4 separate regions of the Mus musculus genome follow, and regions 2, 3 and 4 are each linked to region 1. A link is a contact called in public HiChIP or PLAC-seq, Micro-C and promoter capture Hi-C data. All regions are on one chromosome and are shown on one strand. Each heading gives the region's core, a stretch centred on a gene start, on an enhancer-like site or on the middle of the called end of the contact. The rest is flanking DNA. Distances are from core to core; before and after follow the strand shown. Region 1 holds the start of Yy1 (YY1 transcription factor). Region 2 holds the start of Rtl1 (retrotransposon Gaglike 1). Region 3 holds the start of Ccdc85c (coiled-coil domain containing 85C). Region 4 has its middle 52 kb from the start of Dlk1.

Evidence for each region. Promoter capture Hi-C pulls out the DNA fragments that hold promoters and counts their contacts. A called contact is a pair of places that touch in the nucleus more often than the background predicts. HiChIP or PLAC-seq counts read pairs in DNA pulled down with a chosen protein or histone mark.
Region 2: a contact with region 1 is called in a promoter capture Hi-C map of hippocampal neurons, with 4 times the contacts expected there. The contact joins the promoter of Rtl1 here to the promoter of Yy1 in region 1. A contact is called at or near these places in 3 of 39 promoter capture datasets (the 3T3-L1 cell line and hippocampal neurons).
Region 3: a Micro-C map of embryonic stem cells shows a contact between it and region 1, with 5 times the contacts expected there. The contact joins the promoter of Ccdc85c here to the promoter of Yy1 in region 1. A contact is called at or near these places in 2 of 39 promoter capture datasets (liver and pre-B cells), 3 of 484 Hi-C or Micro-C datasets (all in embryonic stem cells) and 2 of 115 datasets of contacts at active chromatin or transcription factors (astrocytes and extraembryonic endoderm stem cells).
Region 4: an H3K4me3 HiChIP or PLAC-seq map of embryonic limb bud shows a contact between it and region 1, with 4 times the contacts expected there. The contact joins the enhancer-like site here to the promoter of Yy1 in region 1. A contact is called at or near these places in 3 of 39 promoter capture datasets (cranial neural crest, embryonic stem cells and pre-B cells), 3 of 484 Hi-C or Micro-C datasets (myocytes, uterus and ventricular fibroblasts) and 2 of 115 datasets of contacts at active chromatin or transcription factors (embryonic limb bud and embryonic stem cells).

Annotation. Positions count from the first base shown.
Region 1 is chr12:108,791,668-108,794,763 of GRCm38.p6, reverse strand. It overlaps Yy1 (YY1 transcription factor), which reads right to left and starts at 1,467. Exons shown (of 5, transcript NM_009537.4): 1 at 673-1,467. The coding sequence starts at 1,351.
Region 2 is chr12:109,598,704-109,601,627 of GRCm38.p6, reverse strand. Rtl1 (retrotransposon Gaglike 1) reads left to right here and starts at 1,298. Exons shown (of 2, transcript NM_184109.2): 1 at 1,298-1,359.
Region 3 is chr12:108,273,695-108,276,667 of GRCm38.p6, reverse strand. It overlaps Ccdc85c (coiled-coil domain containing 85C), which reads left to right and starts at 1,275. Exons shown (of 6, transcript NM_001159910.2): 1 at 1,275-2,330. The coding sequence starts at 1,535.
Region 4 is chr12:109,399,833-109,402,630 of GRCm38.p6, reverse strand. No RefSeq gene overlaps it. Among named protein-coding and RNA genes, the nearest start is that of Dlk1, 52 kb to the left of the region's middle. Within about 2 kb of position 1,275, at least 54 of the 459 cell types and tissues checked have an H3K27ac peak or open chromatin away from gene starts, as enhancers often do.

The sequences.
Region 1 (3,096 bases), core at 218-2,717:
GGCCGCTGAAATGCTGTGGCTCTTCCTTCCCCTAACTCCCGTTCTAGGTCGATCAGGCGAGGAGCGCGTTGGCAGCGCGGGTGACAGGTTCCAACGGCCGCCGAACCCGCACACGAGCGCCCTACGTGCCACCCAAGTCCCGCCCCGCAGCGGCGACGGCCTGGGCCAGCGTGACCGCGGGGCAGCTGCGGCGGGGCTATGCGCCGCCCGCTCCGGGAAGGGCTTCGGGGAGACGCTTCGCGTCCGAGGGGGCCGAGCTGAGCGGAGCCGAGCGGGGCGGGGCCCCGACAGCCCCCGGGGGACGGCGGGGGAGCGGCGCGCGTCCGCCCTGCGCCACGGCCCTGTCAACGCCCGGCGGGTGGTCCGGCGCGGGGCGGCGCCCTCAACCGGCCCCGCCGCACGTCCGTTGGCTCGGGCGTGGAGGGGCGCTGGCCCCTCCCTCCCCGCCCGCCGCCCCAGCCCGCTTCCGCTCGCACAAACTACGCCATTGCGGCCTAGCCGGGCGCCGCCCCTCCCCCGCGCCGCCATCTTCGCGGCCCGCCGCCCCCGCCATCTTTTGGGGCCGCCATACTTGCCCGGGCGGAGAAGATGGCGGCGCCCATCACACACATAAAACATGGCTTCCCTTCAAAACAAAAACATCCCGAGCGGCGGCGCGCCGCCTGCACTCACCCGAGGACCACATGGTGACCGAGAACTCGCCCTCCAGGGTCTTGATCTGCACCTGCTTCTGCTCCCACTTCTTATTCCCCGGGTCGGCGCCGCCGCCGCCCGCCGCGCCGGCCCCGCCGCCCAGGTAACTCTTCTTGCCGCTCTTCTTGCCGCCGCCCTTCTTCACGCGACCGCCGCCCGACGAGGCCCCGCCGCCGCTCTTGCCGGCCGCCGCCACGGTGACCAGCGTCTGCTCTATGTAGTCGTCGTCGCCGCCGGCCGGCGCGGGCACCGGGATGAGGATCTGGTCCTCGAAGCCGTCCTCGGCGCGCAGCCCGTCCGAGTCGTCCCCGCCGACCACCTCCTCGCGCGTCTGCACCAGGATCACCTCCTGGTGGTGGTGCACTTGGGTCGGGTCGTCCGTCACCAGCGGCTGCAGCGCGATCATGGGCGGGTGGTGGTGGTGGTGGTGGTGGTGGTGATGGTGGTGGCCGGCGTGCCCGTGGCCGCCCCCGCCGCCGCCGTGGTCGCCGCCGCCGCCGTCCTCGTCGTCGTCGTCCTCCTCCTCCTCCTCGCCCACCACCGTGGTCTCGATGGTCTCCACCGGGATGGTCTCCACCTCGATCTCATGCAGCTCCACGATCTCGGCCGGCATCTCCGAGCCGTCCGTGGCGATGTAGAGGGTGTCGCCCGAGGCCATGGCTGAGGGCTCCGCCGCCACGGCCGCCGCGGCAGGCGGCCTCGGCTCCTGGGCTGCGGGAGGGAGGGCGGGCGGGCGAGGAGGCGGCCGGCCGTGGGGAAGGAAGGCAGAGGGAGGAAGGCAGCGGGCGGGCGGGGGGAGAGGGGGCGGGCGGCGGGGGAAGGGGCGGGCGCGGCGGCCGCGGGGCTTCCCCGCCTCCCGAGATCGGTGCGCCCCGCGCTGGCTCGCTCGCTCGCTCGGCCGCTGCCTGTCCTGCTTCCCCGCCTGCCTTCGCCTCGCCTCGGCTGCCTGCCCTGGCTGTGGCCGCGCCTCCTCCCGCCCTCCGGGCCGGCGTTACGCTGCCCCCTGCCTCCTGCGCCTCCGCCTCCTTCCACACAAATACCAACTCCTCAACCCCGAGCCCAGATCTCGCCGCCGCCGCCGCCGCCACACTCTGCTCCGGCTCGGCCTCGCGAGACTTCCGCGGGGCTCTCGGCCCCGCCCCGTCCCCGATTCCCCACTCGCTGTTCCGGCTCTCGCTCCTCCCTCGCTACCAATCGCAGGGCCCCTCGAGGCGCCGGGGCCCCGCCTACTCCCAACCAGGGTCCTCCCGATTGGGGGGGCCCCCGCTGGGGTAGGGGGCGTGGCGGCCCGCACGCGCGCTGGCTGGCCCCCCCGGCGCGTGACGTCAGCTCCGCGCCGCCGTCGCCTTACGGCGCTCGGCGTCGCGCGAACCCCGGCGTCCGCGGTGCAACAGTGACAAAAGTGCCGCTCCGGGGCCCCAGTCGCTGACAGGAGTGGGGCGTCGGCGCTGCGCCTTACGCCTCGGGAGCCGGCGAACTTTCCGCGCGACCCAGGCGCACGGTAACGAGCTGGGGTGAAGGGGGGCGCGCGCCTGGGGCTGGCGTGCTGCCGGCGGGGCGTGCGACCGGCGGCCGCGTGGCCGCAATAAAGTCTGCTCTGACGAGAAACGCCTGTGCTTGATTTTTGGTTTCCCGTTCGTTTTGCCTTTACTCGTTACTCGGGGTCTCGTGCGGTAGCGGCACGGACGGCGTAGCCGACCGTGTGCTGCCACGGGCTCTTTGGTCGCGTGCCGGTGGGCGGCGCGCGAAGGCGACCGCGGCAAGCGGAAGCGGCGCGCGCAGCCTAGGGTTCACCGTTGGAAGTGTGTCCGTTATTCTTTTATGACCCGCGGAAACCGGAGACCCAGCCGTTGGGTGCCTGTTGGAACGAAGGGTCTGGCTGCTCCTGTCGAGCGACTCCACTATTGTAGCTTTCTGAAAACTCCCTTCTATCTTTGAATAACTTGACACAGGCTTCGCCTATTCCTCGCTCATAAACATTCCTTTTGCCGAAAAGGACTATTTAAAAATATTCCTTTTAAATAGTCTTTGCATTTAGCTCTTTGAAAATTCCATGTCTTTTGTGATTTCCCTATTATAAGTAACAGCTTAGGTTTTCCTTGTTCAAATCATCAAATTGCTTAAGATACATTGTAGTGAAGTGTTTCTTCTGTGCTTCCTTTCGATAGACCAGGTGTGGTTTAAAGCAACATAAAGTTAGATTGCCTTTTTTTTTTCCAAGAACCGAAAATTTGAGCCAAGTGTATCTTATTTGTTTCTTAGATTTAACGGTCAGCTTCATCTGTTGAATATTCTGGATTACTTTTATCTACCGGAGTTGTTAGTGTTGAGGCAGGAGAGTATTCTAAATGCATTACATGCATCTTAGGCCAAACTTAAACAGTTGGGCATCTTATAATTTTA
Region 2 (2,924 bases), core at 49-2,548, 810 kb before region 1:
TGAAAGGAAAGTTTAGGCTCAGGAGCAGCTGATTGGCTATGCAACTGGGCAACCCAAAGAAGAAGGGGGGGTTGGTGCTCCTGCACAGCCCCACAGCCCCTCCCAGAGTGGCATACTCTCCCCCCACCCCTCCACAGTTATTCTGGGAGAGTGACCGAGCTGACCCCCATGCTTCCAGTTAAACATGAAGGAGCCAGGACACAAGGCTGCTGGGTCAAGGGCACAGCTCTGCCTCCGGATGCAACAAGCTGAGGGTATAGTGCAAGAAATGCCCATCAACTTACTTTGATTCACTCTCTATCCTGAGTCATTGGATTCTCCCTTCAAAAGAGCTTAGTTGCCCCACCATAGGGATGAAGGCCTGATGATGGAGGCTTTTTATCCAGACTACAGAGTAAGGAGAACAATGTGGCTATGCAGAAAAGAAAGATAAAGGCTCTCTCCTCTCAAATGCCCAAGCCAGGGTGGAATGGGCAAGACCAGTGGGTAGCCCTGCAGACTCCAGTGGCACTGGAACCACAGCATTAGACCCAAGCTCCTTTTAAGAAGCCCCGATGAGGGTATGGCTTAGCCCATCCAGCAAGCTGAATAGGAAGAGGGACCAAAAACTACTCTTCTCCACTAGGAGATGCAACAAGGACCCTAGGGCTCCACCCACCAAGGGCACATCTTGACCCTGACATTTGTGAAAAACAAAATAAGTAAATAACATAATTTGTGTCCCTTATTGTCCTGGCACAATTACCCCTGTTCTAGTGCTCCATGTCCATCCATACCACCAGAAGGCCAGGGCAGTGGAGCAATGACAAAAAAAAAAAAAAAAAAAAAAAAGAGTCTTTATTCTGAGGAAACTTAGTTCTATAGGCCTGAAGGCTTAAGCACCACTTAAGTGCCACCGAATGACTCATAAAAGAAATCCAAAGTAACAGGGGTCTTCATCCTGCAGCCAAGACCCCAGGTATAGCAAAGAAGGTCTTTGAGAGCCATGGCTGCCCTCAACTCCTCTACGTGGCTTCACTGTCCTCCTGAGCTCTTAGGGGCCTCATGTCCTTCTCCTCTGTCCTCACCTTTCCCCTAATTCCTCCACCCTCACACCCCCACCCCACCCCAGCCCATGCTGAACATTCAACTCTGCTCCTAAATACATTCTCCTCTCCTCTCCCAAGCTCTATTTTTAAAATCAGATTTCCTTTACTGTACAGGGAAAGGTATTCGCTGAGGGATTTGCCCCCCCTGCCCCCCCCCCACTGAACCCTTCATAGATGCTCCGTGGCAGCCCTGACACCATGGGCCACTTGCTCAGAGGCAATCAAGGAGCTAACGTGACCAAGTCTCGCTCTCGGGCAGGCGCTAACAGTGGTGAGACTGGGGTGTCTGTCTTCAATGTTGTGGGGCAGAGGGTCTGAGAAAGACCCAAAGGGTACATTCCCACCCTAGGCACTAGGTCTAGATTTTTATAGACATTTTCAAAAAGATATTATGTAAGGTTTGAGAACATACATTGAGACACATCTGAAAGACGGACAAGTGTCTCGTCTGCATGACCTAGAGGCAAGCAGAATGGGCTTCGGTAGAGGAGGCAAGGGAAGTTGAGGTGATTGTAAAATAAGACATCAGAGAGGGAAGACAGCATTCCAACATGTCCCAAGTCCACTCAGAGGGGCAGACCCCTGAGCTGGGCCACCTACCTGGTGTAGCACTTCCCTTCTCTTGCGACAGGGGGGCTCGTACCCTCAGCAGATCCTTAATGTTCGTGGCATGGTGGCTACCCGGTGGTACTGTCTCAAGTTCTTTAGGGTCCAAGCAGGATACCTAAGCCAAAAAAGAAAAAAAAAGAGAAAAGACTGTTGGGTGAACTGAAGACTAAAAAAATACAAAATGCAAAAACTTTTTGATTGAAAAACAGCAAAATCAAATTTGGCTTAGGAAAGACTCAAGTCTTTCAACAGGAACACCTGTGGAGAAACGAGGAAGGAAGCTATACAAAGTTTAAAATTTATGTTTCATGCAAAACAACTTAAGCTCTCAATTTCCCAAATCAGGGAAGCACCTATATGTTTTCCACAGGAGCGATACTTGCCCCAGGCTCCACTGAGTGCTAAAGCGCGTGGGCTTTGTGTTGCGGGCAGGAAGTTTGTAAGGCTGGACGTGAAGAATGGAGTAGTCAAACGAGGGTGTCACGCAAAGACAGTGGGTTGTTTCAGTGTTACTGGAAATGTAGGAGAAGATTTTAAGTGGGAGTTTTGTGAATCAATTTAAGTTTCTGGGGTAGAAATCTGGACTTTATTTTGAGAAATCAAAAATTTCTATCACACTAAGGGCTTTGGGCTTCTGCCAAAAGGCTTTAAAAAAAAAAAAAAACTTAATGGTGAGATTGCTTGCTTGTGGGAGATAAGCTTGTAGAATGAATGATAAAACATATTTTATGGCTAACAGCTTTGGACTTTATTATTACAAGCAACAAGAAACACCGAGAAATCATAACTAGGAAAGTGAACAGGCACACATTTAAGATCGTGCCCAAACACTCTGACTTTCTATGTGGAGAGAATGCCAAAGTTTGACTCTCAGGGCAAGCCAAGGAGCTATGATTAATGTAGACACCAAGGAAAGGTTTCAATTAGAGGAGTTACATGGCCGAGTTGGGGACTATGCAGAGAAGTTTGGAATTTATTTAGAGGCTCAGACGTGATGAGGTTTTTGCACATGTTTAAAAATTTGATTTATCCAATTCTAACGGAGTGACATGGTGAGTTTTCTGTGTTTGATAGATATAACATAGCTCTGTTATGAAATCAAATTCTCGCCGCATGCCAAGAATCTAGACTTTTTATGTCCTGCACAATTAAGAGACATTGCCGAGTTTTTAAGGTGGGGTCACAAGCTCAAATTTAATGAACTGTGCTAAGACGTGCGAATTTTAT
Region 3 (2,973 bases), core at 26-2,525, 520 kb after region 1:
CCCCGGGATGGGGAAGGTGTAAGAGGGCACATGAGGTGGTTTAGTAAACGGCTGAGTAACTGTAAAAGGGGGATGTCAGCTGCTGCGCGGGCACGCGCTCCAGGCCCGGGTAGCTTACCCCGGTTTGTGCGCGCGCAGAGTGGGTTATCTCCTTGTAGGTCCAGGGGAAACGCATCCTTCCCTCGGCCCGCTGGCTGCAGAAGCGCTGTTAAATGCGCTTAGGGGACGGGATTTATAGGTGTGGGAAGATCCGTATGCTCCGCAGCGATGCGGGGCGAGGGAAGAAGGTTCTGCGGTCGCTGAGTACCTATGGACCCCAGCTATCTGGCCAGGGTGGAAGACCTTCCCTCGCCTTTCTCAGGGGTTTCCACCTAGCGAACTGCATGTTCTTCCAATCCCAGGGATTTAGCGGTGTAGTGCGCGGAAGGGAAGGGCTCGGAGAACTGCTCTGGGAAAAGGGCAGGTCCTCGGCTCCCACCACGTCAGGGGAAGAAGGGAGAGAGATCTGGCCCTGAGATAAGGCTGGCAAGGCTCCACGGTCTTGGGCTAGGGGTGGGAAGACAGCCCCGCTGCAATATTAGGCAGGGACCCAGGTGGCTCTGGTCGGTGGCCCGGAAAGGGACAAAGACCAGCCCTGCCCGACCCCCCATGTCAGGGTCCTATTGTTCCTCCTCTCTCGGACTGTACCGAACTCTGGTGCCCCCGAGAGGGAGGGAGGGAGGGAGAGAGCTGTGCTCGCCGGGTGGGCATCTGTTTATTAAGGGTGAGAAAGGGAGGGTCAGGGACGCTGGCCGGATAAGGGACGCGTAAATTCGCGCGTCGCCTTTAAGGGAAGCCCTGCCCTACCTTTCCCACCGGTCCCCGCCACCCCCTAGCCCTACCTGCATTTTAAAACCCCTTGTAGTCCTGGGATTGGCCCAGGCCGCGTCCTCCGGGCGAAGAAACTTGAACCGGGAGTGTGGGGGGGAGGAGGGTGCAAGGCCCCGCGGTTGGAAGATACCATCTTTTCAGCCTCCCCGCGCGCGCCCCGCCCCTCCCGCACACCCCCGAACCTGGCCAATCAGACCTGTGGGAGGGCGGGACCGTGGCTCGAGCGCGCCTCTGGCAGGGCGCCCGGCGGGCCGGCGCACCGCGTAGGGGGACCTCGGGGGCCTGCCACTCCTCTGACCGCCTCCCTTTCGGAGGCGTGGCCCAACGGCGGCGCCCCGCCCCCTCTCCGCCCGGGGTGGGCGGGGCAGCTGGGGCTCCGGGAGCGGGGCCGGGGGCGGGCCTCCGCCTGCTGCGCCCGAGCTCGGAGAGCCGGGGCACCGCGGCCGCCGACGCAGCCACGGTCCCGGTTCCTCAGTCCTGAGGCGTGCGCGGGCTCTCGGGTGACCCCAGAGGGGGCCGCGGGAGGGAGCGCGAGGCGGCGAAGGGCGGGCCGCACGCGTCCCCAGCCGCCCCCCGCGCGCGCGTGGCCGAGCCCAGAGAAGCCCCGGCGCGGGGAGCGCCGGCCCGGCGCGGGCGAGGGCGATGCCGCGGTGACGGCCCCGCCATGGCGAAGCCCCCGGCGGTGGCGGCGGCGGCTGCAGCGGCGGCGTCGGAGGAGCTGAGCCAGGTCCCGGACGAGGAACTGCTGCGCTGGAGCAAGGAGGAGCTGGCGCGGCGGCTGCGGCGCGCCGAGGGCGAGAAGGTGGGCCTCATGCTGGAGCACGGCGGCCTGATGCGCGACGTGAACCGGCGGCTGCAGCAGCACCTGCTGGAGATCCGCGGCCTCAAGGACGTGAACCAGCGGCTGCAGGACGACAATCAGGAGCTGCGTGAGCTCTGCTGTTTCCTGGACGACGACCGGCAGAAAGGGCGCAAGCTGGCGCGCGAGTGGCAGCGCTTCGGACGCCACGCGGCCGGCGCCGTGTGGCACGAGGTGGCCCGCTCGCAGCAGAAGCTACGGGAGCTCGAGGCGCGCCAGGAGGCCCTGCTGCGCGAGAACCTGGAGCTGAAAGAGCTGGTGCTGTTGCTGGACGAGGAGCGCGCGGCGCTGGCGGCGGCGGGGGGCGCTGGCGGCGGCGGCGGCGGCGCGGGCTCCCGCAGCTCCATCGACAGCCAGGCCAGCCTGAGCGGGCCCCTGGCGGGGAGCGCAGCGGGCTCGGGGGCCCGCGACGTTGGCGACGGCAGCAGCACGTCCAGTGCGGGCAGCGGCGGCAGCCCGGACCACCACCACCACGTCCCAGCGGCTCTGCTGCCCCCGGGGCCGCACAAGGTTCCGGACGGCAAGGCCGGAGCCACGCGCCGGTCTCTGGATGACCTGTCAGCGCCGCCGCACCACCGAAGCATCCCTAACGGCCTGCACGGTAAGCATCTCGCCGGGATCGGAAGCCCATGGGTGTCTGTCGTGAAGCAGTAGTAGTTTCTGGAGACCTCACAGGTGCGGGGTGGGGGTGGGGTCGCACCTTCAGACCCTTCCGCAGCTGGCATAGCAAATGGAGCATTCGGCGTGGTGGTGTCCCTGTCTAGCTGATGCCGCAGAAAAAAGTTTCTCCTCCGCAGCTTTTTGTGTTACCAGCTGGCACTCTGGGGCTGTCGAGGGGTGTCTCTCATCCTACCCTGAAAACACTTGAGGGCAGAGGAGAGTTTTTCTTGGAAGACTATGAAAGGCCCCTAAGCTAAAGCAAGTGAATTTTCCCTTCTGGTTGGAGTCCCTCAAACTCACTTAGCACCCACGACTGCACTGTGCTGTGGCTGGCTTTCTCCCCTGCTTCCTTCCCAGCTGAATCTCCTCCTGGGCTGGGCTGGGCTGGCACACAATCACCCGTGCTGAGACCTTGACGAAGCTGGGCCAGAGTACCCTGGGCTAAGATAAGAGTCTTCCTGGCTTCCCATAAGTCCCGCAGTACTGGTTGGGACACCTTTCTCAGTTCGGTCTCTACAGTTTTCCCCAGAGGATATATTTGGAGTGGATTCCGACCTCTCCGTGTGCCTCAGTTTCCTTTCTTC
Region 4 (2,798 bases), core at 26-2,525, 610 kb before region 1:
TGTGGAATCCTCCCCAGAAGAGAACCCAAGGTGTCTTGGGAGAGGCGTTAGCTCATATAGGCTGTGAACACTGCTGTGTACTCAGCTGGAGGCCAGCCAGCTTCCCATAGGGAACAGAAGTTATTAACAAACATAGGAGGGTCAGCTATGTGTCACCATGCCATCAACCACCCGATAGGTATGGAGGCCCCACATGCATCCTGTTCACACGGCACTGCTGTGCTCTTGTGCAGAGGACCCAGCCAACTTTGGCCTTGCAAGAAGAGGCCGGCTGAGGGGCCCTGCAGCTATCGAGCAGCAGGAGGCCTCCGGCTGCCGAGACCCAGTCATGCGCAGTAGGCCTTATCTGTCTCCTGAGAGGGAGTCGGGCCAGAACAGACTCTGTTCCTGGAGTAGAGGGGAAACTTCGGGAGGGGGGGGGGCGACACTGGGGTGAGAGCAAGAAAAATGAGAGGTGCTGCTTCCTGTCCTGTCCCTACTGTGCGCCTCTTCCAACAACCAGCGCCTTCACTAAGTAGGGGGTTTATACTTACTGTCTCTGGGTTGGAGAACGGAAACACACAGAAGCAAAAGTGGCTCATCTGGATTCAGAGAGGCACAGGATGTGGCCTCATGACCCAGGATTCGTGACACATAATGCCAGCCCAATGAAGACACTAAAATCCCAGGCAAGCCGAGGCTGAAGGAGCTTGCCACCCCCAGGGACCATCGAGCCTTATTCAATTCACTCTCAGTCCACTGTCAGGGGACAGGCCTGATCCTTTCTTCCTGTTATGTGTGGAGGAAGGCAGGGCTAGTCAGTACTGGAGCGCCTCCTCAGAGAACCCAGAGAAGATAGCCTCAGACTCCTGCCTCCAGCACCACGGCCTTGGCCAGGTAGACCCTGCTGTCACTAGAGACTAGTTCTTTACATGTGTAGATTCTAGGACATCACTGTCTGATTCTGTAGTCATGAGTTGTGTGTGACTGTTGAACACACAGTGTACTTAATCTGTCGAGATTTAAATAAACATAGAGCAGGCTGGATTTCAAAAGAAGCAGAGCCTATCATGAAAGAACCTGGGTTCTTGTACATACATTTTATGCTGATTTGATGTCAGAATTCTACGGTTTGGGTAGATCAGGTTAAATAAAACATAAAACCAACGTCACTGTTTTTTTTTTCCCCCCTCTTATGAAACATGAATCTTGTTTTTCTCTTCTCCCGCTGGGTTCCATGCCTGAGGTTGCCTCCCACAGCGCCTCTGGTGGCTGGAACAGGTAAGTTCACACCACTGAGGACCACTGTGGCCAGAGCAAAGTAACGGACCCCCGCACCACACTTGTTCATCTGTGACATGACGGTCCCTTCTCTTAGGGTTAGAACCGAGGGACATGATAATTGACTCCTGGCATGTTGGCTCTAAGGGTGTTCTGGCTACCTGAGTATCTTGTAGCCTGGGAGGTGGGCCCCTCAAACTCAAGCTCACTTTAGAACAATCGTCTTTCCTCAGAGAGACATGAAGGGCTTGCTGCACAGGTTGTTCTGCGTCCTGGCTGGAAGCGAAGAGCTTCCTGTCGTGTATTGGAAAGGTTCCTGTGCCGGACCCAAACCGTGCTAGAAAGACTTCCTCGTGGTCCTCATTGGGGCCCTGTCTGCCATTCCTCTGTGCTCTTGAGCCTTGAGGCCCAGCTGTCACCCCAGTTTCCCTCAAAGCCCCCCTCTTTCATTTTCCTGCTCTTGCTTGACAGTCTCCTCAGGGTGGCTGATTAGCCTGTCTGTGTGGCCAGCAAGCTCTGAGGCTCAGTCGTAATACTTTCCTGCGCCTTTCTGTGTATCAAGCAAGGCTAGCGTTGAGATCACTGCAAAGTTTAGGAAATTATAAACAAAAGGGGGTGGGGGGTCTTTGTAATCTCACCACCAAGAAGTGGCTTCTGCCTAGCATTTCCCTTCCAGAAAAATGCAGTCCCGAGGAATTAAAAGGCAAGTCCCAGAAGGCACTTGAAATGTTTTAAAAAGTAAAATGAGCAGATGAAATCATTTTAACAACATATTTCATTCATCGAAGGCAAACCATCGCCGTCTCAGCACACAATCAGGATGAATATGAAATGTGAACGAGACAGCTTATATCCCTCACCACTTGCATCTCTGAACTCCGATGTGTGGCTGTCACGGCGCATTTCATTCCGAAACCAACTACGTTTCAAGCGCATCATAGCCCGGTGTGACTCATGGCCATCATGCTGGCTTTAAACATTTCACAGGCTTTAAACATTTTTACTACACTTATTTATTTAATTTGTGTGTGAGGATGGGGTACTGCCATGGCACAGATGTGAAGGTCAGAGGCCACCTTTCAGGAGTCAGTTTGTTCCCTCTACCATGTGGGTCCCGGGTCTGGAACTCAAGTCATGAAGTTTGGAAGCAAGAAACTACCCACTGAGCCATCTCACCAGGCAGACCTCACGAGCTGCTTTTTAAAGACACGGGGGCAGTATTGACAGTTGGAGGCTGGCAAGGCCTATACCTTGAGCCTAGCGACCGGGAAGGTTTTTGCTTTCTTGGGATGGGTACCAGGACAAGCACAGAACCCACACATTTCCCCCACAGAACCCCATATACTAATCCTTAGAAAATTGAATCCCAGTAGAAAGAAATGGGAAATGTCTCCACCATGGCTAGGGCTTACAGTGGAGATCAGGTTTCCCAGAATCCCTCGGGTGAGACACGGGGAGTCCGCGGAGCCCCTCCACGGCCCCTGGTTAGACTTCAACAGCACGACTCCCAGCGCTCGCTCCTGTTTCCACGAATTTGT